2 separate regions of the Capra hircus genome follow, and region 2 is linked to region 1. The links are chromatin contacts, called in public Hi-C maps. All regions are on one chromosome and are shown on one strand. Each heading gives the region's core, a stretch centred on a gene start, on an enhancer-like site or on the middle of the called end of the contact. The rest is flanking DNA. Distances are from core to core; before and after follow the strand shown. Region 1 holds the start of MEX3A (RNA-binding protein MEX3A). Region 2 overlaps LMNA (lamin).

Evidence for each region. Hi-C and Micro-C count contacts between places; a contact is called where the count stands out from the background.
Region 2: a contact with region 1 is called in a Hi-C map of blood, with 1.8 times the contacts expected there. The contact joins the enhancer-like site here to the promoter of MEX3A in region 1. A contact is called at or near these places in 4 of 5 Hi-C or Micro-C datasets (blood and liver).

The regions. Positions count from the first base shown.
Region 1 is chr3:105,427,775-105,432,775 of ARS1.2, forward strand. It overlaps MEX3A (RNA-binding protein MEX3A), which reads right to left and starts at 2,313. Exons shown (of 2, transcript XM_018046277.1): 1 at 1,770-2,313. The coding sequence starts at 2,223.
Region 2 is chr3:105,469,359-105,474,359 of ARS1.2, forward strand. It overlaps LMNA (lamin), which reads left to right. Exons shown (of 13, transcript XM_018046279.1): 3 at 2,115-2,271; 4 at 3,571-3,696; 5 at 3,980-4,150; 6 at 4,333-4,458. Among named protein-coding and RNA genes, the nearest start is that of SEMA4A, 16 kb to the right of the region's middle. Within about 2 kb of position 1,998, at least 5 of the 5 cell types and tissues checked have an H3K27ac peak or open chromatin away from gene starts, as enhancers often do.

The DNA.
Region 1 (5,001 bases), core at 1,063-3,562:
GGCGAGGAGAACAGGCCAGGTATAAAAGTAAGGAAAAAGCTAGAGGCCTAGAGATGCAGAACGGGTAGCGGATCTCGTCCTGCTCCAACCCTGAAGAAGCATCTCTTGAAGGGAAGACCCACTTGGCTTCACCTTCCTAGAGGTCAAATAGAGCACCACTGACACCACAGCAGCAGAAGGGAGGTTAGACAAGAAAAAGGACTTCCATTTCCTTAAGGAGTGAGGAGGAGGCTTGTCTTCTCTGAATAGGAGAAATCCCCCTACTTTTATGAGAGACAGGCCCATCTGATGCGGAGGCAGAAGAGGAAAGAATGACTCCATGAAATTCCGGGGCCTCCCAAGACCACCCCCGCACCCAAGAAAAGATAACAGTGTCCCCACCCGATTCCAGGGCTCTGGGTCCCTAGTTTCTGACAACAAGAGGAAATCCAACTTTTAAAACCAGAAATCCCAAGAGATGGGGTGCCCCAGGGGGATGAGGGCTACGCCGGGGAGTGGCATCTTTCCCTCCCCCATTCTGGATCTCCCAGCAAAATCCCCCCAACCCCCCACACTTCGGGTAGACGAGGTGTGATGTGGAGTAGGGGCCCCCCTGACCTGCCTCCCCTCCTCACCAGCCAGCAGCCGGCCTCCTCCTTCACTCCCAGCCGGAATGCAGCTTCTCTATTGTTCCCCACTGTGGGACAGCTCCTCCCCTGCTCCTCCCCCACCCCACACCTCCCCAGTCCAGCCCCCTTGCAATTTCCAAATCCCGCCCCCCCCCCCCACTCCCCGTTGGGAAACTGGGAGAGGGAAGGGTCCCCAGGATCCCGTCTGCTCAATCTGGACCCTTACCAACATTCCCACCCCCACCCGCCCAGGGATGCTGGAGCAGAGGAGGGTGTGGTATCAGACACTCTACATTGGATTAATTCTGTACCCACACCCCCTCCCCAACAACACACCCAGACCCATGCCCTCCAGCAAATCTCCAGGTGATGGTTCCTCACCCCTCAGCATGCCCCTTCCCACCCAGTCCTACTCTCTCACTACCAGAGACCCTTCTCCAGGCCTCTGGCCCCTTGCCGTGGCCAGCCCAGAACAAAAGCCTGAGAGGGAGGAGAAGAGGTCCACACCGGGACGTGGCACTTCGCTGGAGGCACCCCTTCCAAAATCTCATAGACCATCCAACTTTAGTGTGCGGGTGACCACGGGACTCCCTCCTCCCAGCAGCCCCCCTTCCCCACCTCACCCCCAGGCTGGGACCCTCCCATGAGCCACACCCCCTTCCATTCCTACACTCAGCCCAACAAAGAGACAGATACTCAGTCTGCCTTCCTGGGCCAGGTCTCCCCCAAAGTCTGTAACTCCAGGTGGCTGGGGGTCCCAGGGGTGCCCCCTCCCCAAACCACTAGTAGATGCCGTAGTTGGGGCTCCTGAGTAACTCTTTTGCACATTCGGCCAGTTTTTCTGGCTACGAGTGGACACCCCCTCCGGACAGCCTCCCCGGATTGGAAAACCGATCCCCCTCCCTTTTCCCTCTCTCCGAGAGAGGATATTTCTTTGTCTAAGGGCAGAGCCCTAGGGAAGGAAGGATCTGGAGGACAGTTCCAACTAGGGGGTAGCAGGGAACTTTGAGGCACTTCGGAATCAGGGTAGGGGGCGGGTCCCCCTTTGTGGGGAAGGGACTGAGCCAGAGGCGGGCAAGGAGGGAGGAAGTGAACTTTCCATGCTAGGGATGGGGTGCCCCCCAACTCCAGCCCCTCTCCGCGGTCCCGGCGCCCGCTTACCTTGCCTGCCCACGATCTCTGCCACGTGCTCGGAGGTGGGCACTGGTACACACTCGGTGGTGTTGCTGCTGCCCTTCAGGCGCAGCTCGGCCTCTTTGTAGAGAGCGCAGAGCTTGGCGTCGCTGGCCCCTTTGGGGGCGGTGGGGGGCTGGGGCGTCTGCGCCGCGGGGGCCGCCGTCGGGGCGGCCGGGGGCGCCGCGGGCGGCGGCGGCGGGGCCGGCTGCGGGGGGGCGGCCGGCTGCGCGGGGGCGCCGCCCCCCCCACCTCCCCCGTCCTCGCCCGCCGTGGAGGCGGGGGGCTCCCCCAAACCCAGGAGGCAGAGTTGATCGAGAGCCAGCTGAAGGGCGCGCTCGTCTTCCAGCAGCCCTCGGTCCTTAGCGCTTCCCCCGAAACATCCTAGTTCTCCAAAGCCCCCATTTCTTTCCATTATTCCAGATACCACTAGACTAGGCATGGCGAAACAAAAGCTGGGGGAGAGAGAGAGAGGGAGAGAGAGAGGTGGTGGAAGGGAAAAGGGGAGAGAGGAGGGGAGGGGAGAGGAGAGGAGGGGGGTGTGTGGGGAGGGGGGAACAAAGAACTGGGGAGGGGGGAAGAAAGCGAGATAGAAAGATAGACCCTCCCTCTAAGCCCCCCTCCCCAAACACCCTGTAACCCGACTCCCCTCGCCCCAGCCCCCGGGGTGGGGGTGGGGGGATAGAGAAGCAAAACCGAGAAAGCAGATCTCCTCTCCTCTCCGGGGGTGACGGGGGGGCGGGGGGCTGCGGGATCTCTGCCCCCACCCCTCCCGCCTCGGTCCCGGGAGTCTCTAGACCCCACCGTCCAGACGCCCCCCTTAGGCTCCCGCACCGAGCCCCAGTCCAGGAGCGGCGCTCAGTGGCCCCCAATAGAGCCCAGCCCCTTCCAGCGCTCAAACTCTTTTGTTTTAAATGAACTGGATGGAGCAGCATGGAACTGACGGGAGGGGGGCGCGCCGGGGGCGCCCGGGGCATGCCGGGAGTTGTAGTTCCCGCCCTCGGGGGCGCGGGGACGAATTCCTTGACCCGAGGAAGACAGGGATGTGCCTTCGGTCTTTACGCTCTGCTGGGAGGCGAAGCCGGGGGTGGGAAGGCAGTCGAGGTCCCTCATTTTTAAAGAGGAAAGGAGTCAGTGTACAGAAACGGAACGGGTTGAAAACAGGCTAATGGAGTGTGCCCCCCTCCCAAAACGGGCTCCTTCGCGATCCCGGCCAGTCTTAGGTCCCTCTTTCTTATGGTAATGAGGCGGGGGGAGAGGGCGGGGAGCTGTCCCGGCTGGGCCACTGCGGCTTTCTCTGGCTTTCTCTCTCCTCTTCCCCCTCCCTGCCGCGCTCCCTCTCCGCTCTCCGCTCCCCCCTCCCGTTCTCCCAGAGTCGATCCCGGCTCCGGGCCGCGGGCAGAGGTTCTCCGCAGAGCAGACAAAGCCCGCAGCGGCGATGCGTGGAGAACACGGCTCTGCGCGCTGGGGGGAGGGGGTGGGGGGCCGGGATGGGGTGCCGGGTTGGAGGGTGGGACCCCCTGGCAAAAGACGGGGTCCCCTCTTCCCCAAGCGGCAAGCCATCCCCCTTCCTCCCTTCCCTCCCCCCAGTCTCGGAGATCAGAGAAGCACCGACTGGGAGGTGAGTTAGTTAACATCCTTCTGATCAGTGGAGGGGAGCTGGGAGGGCTGTGGAGAAATGAGGTGAGGAGGATGAAGGGGTGGAGAGAAGTACGGGACCGAGAGCGGGGAGGCAAGGGAAGTCTTAAAGGCATGATAGGAGTTAACAGTTTCGGGTGAGAGCCACACGAGCTTTGGGTGCGACGGAAGGAGGAAAGAAGACACCGGGTGGAATGGAGACCCAGACTTCCTCAGGCCCGGGCCATCCGTTTAGCTTGGAGGTGCTCTGTTCTTTAGCCGTCACCATCATTCCACTTGGCCTCACCCACCTCTCCCCCATTGAAAACCCACTAATTCAGCTCCTTTGACTCTGGAAATTAGGTGAAAGTAAAAATCAGTTTTTAAGTCGTGAATTGGAGAGCTGGGCATTTTTAGGGGAGTTTGTGGAAGTTGGAGTGTAATGCAATCTTTTCTTCTCCCCTTATCCCATAGCTTCGGCATTTCTTTTGTCACCCTTTTTATGCCTGGGTCTTTCCCAGTAAGAGAGAGGATGGCACTGCAACCTGAGGGCTTGAGGACGGACTTTTAAGAAGAACTTCCCAAAAAAGTTTGATAGGAATGGGTGGGTGTTCTTTTTTGGAGTGCCTTGGAAACCAAAAATCTGAGCTAGTTTGTGAGGTAACGTCCTGCTTGGAGGCAGGGGGATGGGGGAACGGAGGAGATGACCTCATAGACCAGGCACTGTGAGGCTGTGAGGGCTGAGCTGCGAAGCCCAGTTCCCTAAATTGATTCTTGGAAAGAGTAAACTTGCACACCAAGGGGAGGGTGGGAGACAGGAGGATGTCAGGAGGGCGTGGGAGTTGGCTTACTGTGGGTCTCTTGCTCTTTGCCCAGCGGAAGATCCAGGGAAGGAAACCATGACAGAGAAACACTGGAAGGCCCCAGAATTGGGGATGAGATGCCCTCTGGATCAAAGATTAAACAAAATTAGCAACAAACCTTTTTTTGGGGATTAAGTGCTCCCACCTCTAAGCAAGAGTGAGAGAGGAAGAATTGGAGAGATGAGACCTTTGGCTGTTCCCTGCTCTTGTCCACTCTCCTACCCCAGGAACCCAGGCTGGGGGACCTGGGAGCCGTGGGGGAAGCTTCCCGCTCTGTGGACAGGTGACTGTTTTGCACATTATCAGAAATCGCAGACACTTGTGTAGGTCTGACCGTGTGCCAGGCATTTTTGTCACCAGCTGGTCGAAGCCTTCCTGTCCCCACCAAAATGAGATTCCCCCTAGACACCCATTCCTGAATTTTCCCTGCTTCCACTTTCCTCCCCACTAAGCTAATTAAAGCAGGAGGTTAATGATCAAAGAAGCCTTGGGGATTTGGCCAGGGAGGAAAACAAAGAACAGAAACAAGTGTAAGTGAGCGGGGAGGAGGCAGCTGCTGAATGCAAAGAGGCAGACTAAAGAGGGGGTAGAGGAAGGGGCAGTCCCTGCTGGACCCCCTCTCACTGATCCAGCAAGGACTAATCAGCCCCCCGGGGTGTATTCATGAGCCATGGGTCCACCCTCAGGCTCCCATTGACTCCAAATATCCAAGGCAAGAGAGGCACTTGGCACCTGGAGGG
Region 2 (5,001 bases), core at 748-3,247, 41 kb after region 1:
CCAGCTCAGGCTGGCTGGATCGGGAGCCCTGTATCCTGCTGGCTCGGTTCTCTCTAGACCTGTGGCTGAGGAGGAGGAGGAGGAGCAGGGGGAGGATTCCTGATCAGCAGCCAGAATTGACTGTGACTCCGCCTGGGTCCCCAGAGCTGCATGCTGTGTTTGACACGGGGTCACTCACCTTCCTCCTCTGTGCCTCAGTTTCCTCATCTGTAAAAGGAGGGGATTAAGCAGAACCTATGCGAAGCTCCTCCCAGTTCTCTTAAGTTCTGAGAGCCTCCCAGCCGTTAGCCTGCAGGGCAGGGAGGCCTGTTCTGGGAAGTCCCTGCCAGCCCTGGAGTCAGCCCAAGGAGCTCGGAATCTTTGTCTGCCGTGTCGCTTCACTTTACCAGCGGTTTTTCTTCTTCTTCTTTCCTCCCCCTGCAGCTGCCTCAGCTTCGGAAAAGTTCTGAAGTCATGGAAAGTTGGGGCTGTGCTCCCAGCCAGGGGATGGGCCGGATGGCAGCCAAAACCTGAGCTGGGTTTTGACTTTATTTTTAGCTTTTCTGGCTAAGACGGAGGAGGGGAGAGCTCCTTCAGGTCTGGAAGGGCCTCTTTTCACAGGAGACAGACATTCTTGCTCTAAACAGCTTGTTCTGAAATGTGGCCAGAGGCCTGGACAGAGCAAGGCTGGGGGTGCTCCCCCGAGATCTTCACGTCCTTCCCCTGCCTGCCGGGGTGGCACTCTGTCCCCCTCGCAGTGGAGCCCAGTTGGAGGGGAGGTGACTCCTGATTGAAGACTTCTAAGCTGGTGGCAGAAGCACACTGCCCCAGTCTTGAGCTCTCCGTCCAGAGCTTCTCCTGCTGGGCCTTCTTCATCCTTCTTCACACTGAATTGCTGGGGCTCCTGGAGCTGCAGGCTTGGTGGCAGGAGAAAAATGTTGGCGGGGCCACTTCTCTGCTTTCCAGGATAGATTTCTTTCTCCCCCTGCCCACATTTGCTTTTCGTTTTTCCCATCTGCCCAAGTGGGTTCATGCTTGAAGTCTGCTGAGTCGCAGATGGCAGCTAGGACTAGGCCCCTGGGCTCTTTCCTTCCACTCCCTGGGTCTAGTGCTTTCTCTCCCCACACATCGGTGAAGGGATCATTCCAACTGGGAAGTTCTTGCATTCCCCAGAGGTCTTTAAGAAAATAGGATCCGTCTATTTCTCCAGGTCGCTATCCAGCAGAAATAATCAGGGGCCCGGAAAGGGAAGGGAGGTGGCAGAGGCCACCCCCTGTTTGAACTGGTTCTAGGTAAAGCTTTACCCAGTTTGAGGAGTGCGGAGGTTCACGGCTGGAGCCCAGATGGACCTGGAGGCCTGGGGTCACATCTGGAACCAGATGCTGGGCTTGTGGTCGATAGGTTGGGCTCAGCATTCTCAGGCTCTGATGAGGCCGAGAGAGAGGAAGCCTGGAACCCTTGTGCTCTGCCCCATCAGGGGACCCAGACAGGGCCTGAGAAAGGAAAAGGTCAACACAATGCCTGCTCGTCTTCATTCCAGGTCTCCCTGAGCTTTGACCAAACTTTCCCTCCCAGCAGTCCCTGGTGTGTAAAGGGACTAGGGCAGGTGACTGACACTTTTAGCACTCAAACTGATAAGCGTCAGGCACACTCAGACCCCAGGGCTAGGAGCCTGGCAGTCTGGATCCCTGCAGAGGAGGAGGCTGGGCTGAATGGAAGGTGGGTGGAGTCAGGGGGAGAAGGTTAAGGCCCTATGTGAGAAGGGGCAGGAGACAAAGGTGGTTCTGTCTCTTTGGAAAGGAATGGGAGGGGAGAGAGGGAAAAGCATTCAGCTCATGGGATTGAGCTTTGCCCTTGGCCCCAGGCACGTTCCTGAGCACTGAGTCATGGGAAGGGTGGAGAAGCAGGAAAGGGGTTTGGGGGGCCTTGGGAGAAGTGGGAGTCCAGCCCCAGAGGCGGGCAGACGCAAACAAACCAGAGCCAAGGATGCCCTCTCCTGGCAGCTTGGGGGATAGCAGAGCCAGGTCCTGCCGCTGACCTCCCAGGACCTGACTTCTCACTCTCCCTGGGAGACCTAACTCTGTCTAGGAACGCAGACTCCTCCTCTTAAAGCCACTCTTTTCTGGCTTCTTCAGCAATTCCAAGAAGGAGGGAGACCTGATGGCCGCCCAGGCCCGGCTCAAGGACCTGGAGGCTCTGCTCAACTCCAAGGAGGCCGCACTGAGCACTGCTCTCAGCGAGAAGCGCACGCTGGAGGGCGAGCTGCATGACCTTCGGGGGCAAGCGGCCAAGGTGAGGCCCACCCGAGACCCACCCAGACGCGGGCACCCTGCTCCCCGCCCAAACGCACACTCACTGCTCCCTCCAGGCATTCTCAGGAGGCGCCTGTCCCACCGCGTCAGAGCCATTCCTGTGTCCTAGCATTGCTGCATCCATCCAGACCACAGTGCTTCCTCCTCTGCTGCCCGTGGTGTCTAGCACCATGAATTTAAAAGAATCCACAAACCGTTTCCATCTGACTTTGAAATGAATCGTGCCTGGCCCTGGAGTCCTCCCGTTTGGCCTTGCTATAGACAGCCGTGACCTCTCTGGAAGATCAGAGGAGAGTGTAGACTGTCCACAGAGCCCTAGTTGGGAGCTGATGGCTGACCATATATGGACGTATGTTTTTAATGTATACGATGGTCTTTACTTTCAAACACTTTGCTGTCGATTCCAGCGTCTAGTCTCATGGTATAAGCTGGGCAACAGAATCAAAGAAGCAGGCTTGTTCCCAATCTCACCGCCACATCTGCTCAGAGTAAGGTCAGGACTAGAGTCAGCCACCAAGCCTCTGTCCAGGGCGCTCTTCCCTGCTAGGCCTTGCCACCAGAGTACACTGTGGAGAGACCGGGAGAAACCAGCAGTTTGGCCAGAAAATCAAGGCTGGGCCATTCTGCTCCCAGGCCCTGCCCCCAGCCCTTCCCAGCTGCACCGCCCAGCTTGTGCTTTCTAAGATGAAGATCTAGGAAAGGTGCACCCCTACTCAGGCTTCAGAGGATCTTTTCGTGGCAGTAAGGGTGCGATCCATGGATCCATGGCCCAGCCCCTGCCTTCCAGTCCAGACACCTCTGCCGTCACTCTCCCCGCAGGGCCCCATCCTTCGGCTTCGGCAGTACTGAGCCTTCCGCAGTGCACATGTGTGCTTTCGTGCCTCTGCGCCCTTGCACTTGCTCCTGTCTGCCCACTCGCCTGTCCTTCAGATCGCAGACTCTGGAGGCCTTCCTACAAGCCCCCCGCTACCACCCCAGGCACACTTTGGTCCCTTCCCTCGTGTTCCTTCTGTACTCTGGGCATATTTCCGTGGCTGTAGCAAAATACAGCTATAGAAAGAGGAGGCACTCTCTATATTTTCATTAGCACAGCAACTCTCCAAGGTCATTACTGTGAAGTAGATGCGTCATCACCTCTGTGGGCATCCAAGGCTCTTGCTCCCTTAGGCCTGTTTCTCCACATACAAAGGGAGGTGCTGGACATGACCCCCTTCTCAGCTTCCTTCCAGCTCTGGTGTCCTATGACCCCCCTCCCTGACCTCTGTCCCCTTCCTCTCAGCTCGAGGCAGCCCTGGGTGAGGCCAAGAAGCAACTTCAGGATGAAATGCTGCGACGAGTGGATGCTGAGAACCGGCTGCAAACCCTGAAGGAGGAGCTGGACTTCCAGAAGAACATCTACAGCGAGGTGGGAACTGTGCCCTGCAGACCGGAGGACTGGGGCTGGGTGGTGAAAGATGTCAGAGCTGGGCTGGGGGATCAGCTGTGTGCAGAGCCCCCCGGCCAGGCTGGCTTGTACTAGTGATGGGGAGTCGGGGTGAGGGCTGGGGGGAGTGGTGGCCAGCCCCCAGGTTAAAGCGGAGCTCACAGTGACTTTGTTCAGTGTTAGGATTGGGCTGGGAGCTCAGCCACTTGGGCCTCATCCTCAAAGGCCTAGTTCTGATTTTGGTCTCTGGGTCCACCCCTTCCAGGAGCTCCGTGAGACCAAACGCCGCCACGAGACGCGCCTGGTGGAGATTGACAATGGGAAGCAGCGAGAGTTTGAGAGCCGGCTGGCGGATGCCCTGCAGGAGCTGCGGGCCCAGCATGAGGACCAGGTGGAGCAGTACAAGAAGGAACTGGAGAAGACCTATTCGGCCAAGGTGCTCATTCTCCCGGGGTTCCCATGCTGCCTCTGTCCCCAGCAGCCCTCCCTGCTGCCCTCCCTGAGATGTCCTGTGGGAGATTGCTCCGGACCTCGGGCTGCAGCAGCGATGTCCTTCTCCGGTCCCTGCCTCCTTCCTGGTTGGTCCCCGCAGCCCTAACCCTGTGCCCTCCCTCCCAGCTGGATAATGCCAGACAGTCAGCGGAGAGGAATAGCAACCTGGTGGGGGCCGCCCACGAGGAGCTGCAGCAGTCCCGAATCCGCATCGACAGCCTCTCGGCCCAGCTCAGCCAGCTCCAGAAGCAGGTGCTGCCCCGCCTCCCCCCCCCTCCCACCGCCCCTCCCCTCCCCATAGGGCAGGCACAGAACATGCCCCCAGGAGCATGGACTGAGTAAGAAGCCTGGGATTTGGAGCCACATGACCTGTTTGCTGGTCCAGGACTACCTCTTAACTCTTGATATTTACCTGCTTGACCTTCACTTCTCAGAGCCTAGGTTTTCCTGTCCTCCCTAACTCAGATCTGCCACAAAACTCAGTGTGAGGTGTTAAAAGTGGAAAAAAAAAAGAGTGAAAGTGTTAGTCACTCAGTCATGTTTGACTCTGTGTGACCCCACAGATTGTAGCCTGCCAGGCTCCTCTGTCCATGGGCTTTCCCAGGCAAGAATACTGGAGAATGGGTAGCCATTCCCTTCTCCAGGGGATCTTCCCGACCCAGGGACTGATCCAGAGTCTCCTGCATTGCAGGCATAGTGAGGTGTTAACAGCATCAATATTGTCGCTGGCTGTGCCATTTGTGGCAGAGGAAATAGGTTCTAGCCTCAAGTTAAGAGATTTCAGTTGGATGTTGA